Linked DNA regions of Hordeum vulgare: region 1 is linked to region 2. Evidence: chromatin contacts called from public Hi-C data. All regions are on one chromosome and are shown on one strand. Each heading gives the region's core, a stretch centred on a gene start, on an enhancer-like site or on the middle of the called end of the contact. The rest is flanking DNA. Distances are from core to core; before and after follow the strand shown. Region 1 holds the start of LOC123400994 (protein indeterminate-domain 5, chloroplastic-like). Region 2 has its middle 94 kb from the start of LOC123405567.

Region 1 (2,700 bases), core at 32-2,531, 540 kb after region 2:
AGGCAATTGCTTCCGAGTTTGAAGAGAAAAAAAACGTTGGTTTTCCATGGCCAGCCCATTCTCTGTGTTTGCACGGCTTTAGAGGAGTTAGAGTACGGAATGAGCTAGCGCATGTGAACTTCGTGGAGCTCCATCAACGACGACAGCCGAGCGGAAGTGCACACAATTTTTCAACGGGGGTTGAAGGCATGACGGCATACGCCGCGATCGGCGACGAAGCGACGCCTGGGGATAGAGAGATCGATATGTACATGCAGTCACACCGAGACGTATGAGTTCGATACGGACGAAGGTCTCCCACCGATCAAGCCCCGTACGTACCTACGCCTGCATTGCATGGCACCGCCCGAAACTCACGGCTTCGTACGTGCCTACCTGTGGGGTGTGGAGAAGCCAAATTTGGTCCAAATCTATGTCCGTGCGAGAGAAAAGACATGCATGCATAGCAGTGCGACTGCTTGGACCTGCCTATGGCTAAGCCCAATGATACTCGGCGCAGGTAGCTAGGCGCACTCGTGACATTTCTGGTTAAAGTACCCGTGGGGCATTTTAACCACCGGGCTCAGTTCTGGTAGTGTCCATCCAAGGCCAGATTGAGGAGGAGGAGGGTGAGGCTCAATTTTTGCTAGCTGTCAGTACTTGTACTCTGTTACTGATGTAGGTACATAGTGATGAATACGTCAAAAATAGCAGTAAATCGATGGTGCACGGACATGCAGCTCTTACAGCCGTGCCGTTGTCCTTGATTAGTCTCTGGCCATCGTTGAACCGTTGGTTGAGATGCATGCAGGCGTGATAAAGATGCGTAGAGTTAGCGTTGCACATATCGATCCAGACGTGAACAAGCTGTGATGCATACATAAATCCAACGCCCGTGTGCGTGGTGCGTCGGCCTACGTCGGCTAGTGTCGGTGGACCCAAATCCTCAGCCGCTTCACGACCCGTGTGCGTGACCGCGGGGCACACAGCCGGTGGACCCCCTGCCGGTCCACACCCCCACAGCCGCTCGACGACGCTAGCTTTGCTCCACTCCATCGACTGTGCTGATGTACTCTACTACTCACTCCCTTAATTTCTCTGAGCTGTACATGCAATTACAAACTCAATTTACACCAGTACATTCAATGTAATGGTACGTATATACCACCAGTATACTCGTATGCCGCCCGTGAAAAGAGAGCTGCAGGCGTACGTAGTAACGTAGCAGAGGAGCGTACAGTAGGCGGTGTGGAAAGGAGGGGGCAAAAGGCGATAGGGAAAAGCATGACAACGATATGAAGGAAAGGAATCAGACAGCAACCTTCTTATTAGCCTCCTCCATACCCTCACCCTCACCCTCCTCCTCCTCGTCTCCTCTTCTTCTCCCCCTCTTGTCTCGAGAGCAAGCAAGGAGAAGACTAGTAGCCGCCCGCTAGCATGCAGCAGCAGCAGCAGCAGCGCAAGGGATAGATAAGAGCCAGGGAGACAGAGAGGTATGGCGGGGAAGAAACAAAGCCCTCGTTTTTCTCTGCGTACGCGTGTGGGTTGGGTTTGGGTGTTTGCGAGCTTCGATTTGTTCTCCCGCGCGCTCTAGCCTGTTGCTTGTTTCTGAGTGCAACTGCTGGCTTGGATTTCACTGCGTGGGTTTGTTCGTTTGTTCATCTTGGTTCCGCGATTGAGCCCTAACCCTTTGGAGTTTTTCTTTCGCCCCCAGCCTCTTCTTGTCCAAGCTTCAGATCGACTCCGGGCAAAGACACACACATATGAGAAAGGTATCGCCTTCTCTATCTCTTTCTCTTTGGTGTTTTCCTCCTAGTCTGAGAAAGAACTTTCAGGCCTCTTCTTTGCACGTTTCCTGACCTTGTTCTTGGCATGTCTCTCATGGAAAGCGCTGCTTTTTTTCTTGAAGTGAGGGGAAATTTGCCAGTTCCAACACCGGGCTACCCAAAGTTAAAGATTTCCCTGTTGCTGGTGAGTAGCTGAAAGGGTGAATCTGAGCGGCGATGGCATCCAATTCATCAGCGGCGGCCGTCGCGGCGCTCTTTGGGATTAGGGAAGGGCACCAGCAGGAGCAGATGAAGCCACTGCTCGCCCAGCAACAACGGCAGCATGTCATCGCGCCGCCCAGCGCGTTGTTGACGACGGGGCCAGACCAGGCCGCCGCGGAGGCGCCACCGGTGAAGAAGAAGAGAACCATGCCAGGTATGAGAAGAGAGTGCCCTTCCTGCAATTCCATTCATGGCATGCCTAACATCTTCTATCTGACCTTGCTTGGATCTGCTAAGAGTTTCTTTTAGATCGTTGTGCTAGGAGTTCCCCTCTGGGAGATCTTAGATGCGAGAACGGCAACTCTCTCATTGGCTTATGGTTTCTCCTTATGTCGATCTTACTTTATCTGGCCCTTGTTTCTTGATTTCGAAATTTTGATTCACAACAAAAGAGGTGTCTTCATAAATAGGAGCTGCGTTAGAGTCCAAGATTTGTTTCACTGGATTTATATAGAACGAAAATAGTCTCATATGTTCTTCAGTTCCCACTTCTCTCTCCGGCCCCCTCTTGTCCAATGAATTTCTTCCATGAGCTACCTCGATCCAAACCACGCTGGAAGTGGTCGTCACATCTTTTTACTCACTGTATACTTCATTTAAAGCTGCGTGTAGTCTCACCTGAATAGTAGACTAGGGAGAACCTAATTATTCCTAGTATTCATCCTGTTCATTC
Region 2 (2,700 bases), core at 159-2,658:
ACTTTTTTCAAAAAGTTAAGCCAGATCTACCCTCGGCTGGGATTTTTTTCGGATCTGACCCTTTTGCTATCGTCAGAGCCCTTGAAGCTAGGGTATAACAACCTACCGCCGAGGCCCCTGACGGCGGGGTTGCATGTCTACCGTAAAAAGATTTGTAAGTTACGAACACAGTGCGCGCGAGTGTCTATTGTCAGACCCCTTGGCGGCAGGGTCACATGAGTCTGGCGGTAGGTCATTTTTCTACCGGCAAGGGCCTCGGCGGTAGGTTGTTATACCCTATCACCAAGGGCTCTGGAGGTAGCAAAAGGCTGAGATGAGGAAAAAAAATTCAGCTGGATTCAAATCCGGCATAACTTTTCGAAAAAGTTCAATACATCGAATTTTACCACTTGGTGAGCTATCCATTTCAACCCAAGATTTCGCATGCATGCATCGGCATGTACATCTGCTCTGCTGCCGGCCGGTTGCTGCGTGCATGCATGAATGCTGAGAGAGATGGATAGCCGGGTAAAAGGACGCACGTCACGTGTCTATAGCGTCTTGTCGTGCGCGTATCTGCGCGCAGTGACGGTTGGACGCTTTATGCATAGGGTGTAAATGATTCGCGCGGGCGAGCATGCATGTGTCCCTCTGTGTTTTTCTCGTTAGGACCGGCCTGGCTTATGATTTGCCAGGCTTTGGATTCATCTGTCTCTCGAGTCTCGACCCCCCGTGAGTCGGAGAGATTGCGCATCAGAAGGGAGGTTATCTTCTGCTTGCATTCAGACTTCAGACGCTGGCTGGCACGTACTCCAGTAAAATTAAGATCGCGTGGCCCGTCCTGCTGGGCTAAGTGTCGGGTTCATCTATGGACCATTCCATGGATATGATTCCAAATCTAGCCAAGAGGAGTATGTGGGCATAAAATATCTTTTTGAATTGGAGGTAGATCATATGTTGTGCAAAGAGACCGGATGTGTGGTCGGGGAAGAACGCCATATATCTTTCCTTTGATATGATAATTGGGAAGAAGGCTAATCTAATCTCTGTCTCACCCAGCACTAACAATTGACTCATGAAATCATAAGCGAAACCCCCCTGACTAATTCATTTGCTGTCGAAACCAGAGTTTCGGGAAGTACATGGTAGTACGAACTTACCCCAAAAGTGCACCACACCCACATATCTTGCTTGTTATTGAGGTGTAACTTTAATCCACGACAGTGTGATTCACGAGCCCACCCGCTTCCCCCCTGTACACACGGGTGTGCAGGCACAGGACGGCCGATCAGTGCATGCCATAGGCAACAGCTTTTAAACATATGCATGCAACATGCTGCCCCAGTGCTCCGATTTTCGACCGGTCCCCGGCTGCGAGGCCGAGGCGTCCTACGATCCAGCGCGTCCATGTCGATCTCGCCTGAGCGCTCTCCGACGACGGTCGACCAGTTAACTGTTACACGTACGCGCCTGCCGAACCAAACTGAGCGAACGGTGCCCACCACGCGCCAAGGCTGGCGCGGCCGCGGGCAGCCTGCCGGCGCCCGAAAGACGGGAGCGGCACAGTGGCGCCGGCGACGCGACGTGCTTGTTGCGACGGCGCTTTTGGCATCGATCGCTGGCGTACGCCACCTGGCCCCGCGTCCGAATGCATGCGAGGCTGACTCCGCAACGGCGGAGGGACAAACCCAGCGGATGTGGCGTGACATGGTTGTCGCGCGTGCCCGCGAGGCCGCCCGGGGCCTCTCGGGGGGGCACGACGGAGCACGACGGACTGATCGGTCTGCTCCAGCGACGTGCGCGCGCCTGTCATGCCACTGTAGCGGCAAGGCGGCCAGTGCAGAGGGCAAATGAAAGGGAAAAGCTGGCTGATCGAGCTCGCGGGTATTAGTTTACGATCACCCAATCGGGTCGCTACGAACTACAGCACACATGCATGTGACTTCCCTGCTGAGATGCTAGTCTAGTACTCTGAGTGTGCCTCTAGATTCCACGGAAAAGTGCACCTACGTACTTATAAGTATTTTTAGAGATTTTATTAACGACATACGAAATAAAATAAATAAATATATACTTTAAAATATATCTATATACATCTGTATGTAATTCTATTTAAGAACAAAGGGAGTACATTGCTAATCGGCATTAATTAAGTATACATATTGTTTAAGTGTCACGCAATTCATCTACGGTGGATTTTGCTCTCACCAAGACAAATGAGTAAATTACAAAAGGTAAGCTAAGAGCATCTACAATCCCCAACCGAAAAATCCGGCCCCCTCAAATGCACGCATCCGCGGACACTACCAAATCATCCCTTTAATTTTTAATTTCACAACTATGTCTTTCATTTTATTTCTGTATGTCCGGTCACATGCATGTGGTTGATGGAGATAAAGTGCACATACGTACCTATAAGTATTTTTAGAGATTTTATTGACTACATACGAAATAAAATAAATAAATATATACTTTAAAATATATCTATATAAATCTGTATATAATTCTACTTAAGAAAAAAGGGAGTACATTGCTAATTGGCATTAATTAAGTATACATATAGTTTAAGGCACTGTTCGGCAATGCTCCGCTCCGTGGAGCCAGCGGAGCGGCCTTGGACCAGCTCTAAAAAATTTAACTGGACTCCACTCCGCTCCGGCGCGGAGTCGCGGAGCGGAGGGAATCCGAACGCCGCCTAAGTGTCACGCAATTCATCGACGG

What was found. Hi-C and Micro-C count contacts between places; a contact is called where the count stands out from the background.
Region 1: a contact with region 2 is called in a Hi-C map of leaf, with 4 times the contacts expected there. The contact joins the promoter of LOC123400994 here to the enhancer-like site in region 2. A contact is called at or near these places in 1 of 6 Hi-C or Micro-C datasets (leaf) and 1 of 1 datasets of contacts at active chromatin or transcription factors (embryo).

The regions. Positions count from the first base shown.
Region 1 is chr6H:431,715,503-431,718,202 of MorexV3_pseudomolecules_assembly, forward strand. It overlaps LOC123400994 (protein indeterminate-domain 5, chloroplastic-like), which reads left to right and starts at 1,282. Exons shown (of 5, transcript XM_045094712.1): 1 at 1,282-1,472; 2 at 1,694-1,751; 3 at 1,869-2,181. The coding sequence starts at 1,983.
Region 2 is chr6H:431,175,428-431,178,127 of MorexV3_pseudomolecules_assembly, forward strand. No RefSeq gene overlaps it. Among protein-coding and RNA genes, the nearest start is that of LOC123405567, 94 kb to the right of the region's middle. Within about 2 kb of position 1,409, at least 2 of the 3 cell types and tissues checked have open chromatin away from gene starts, as enhancers often do.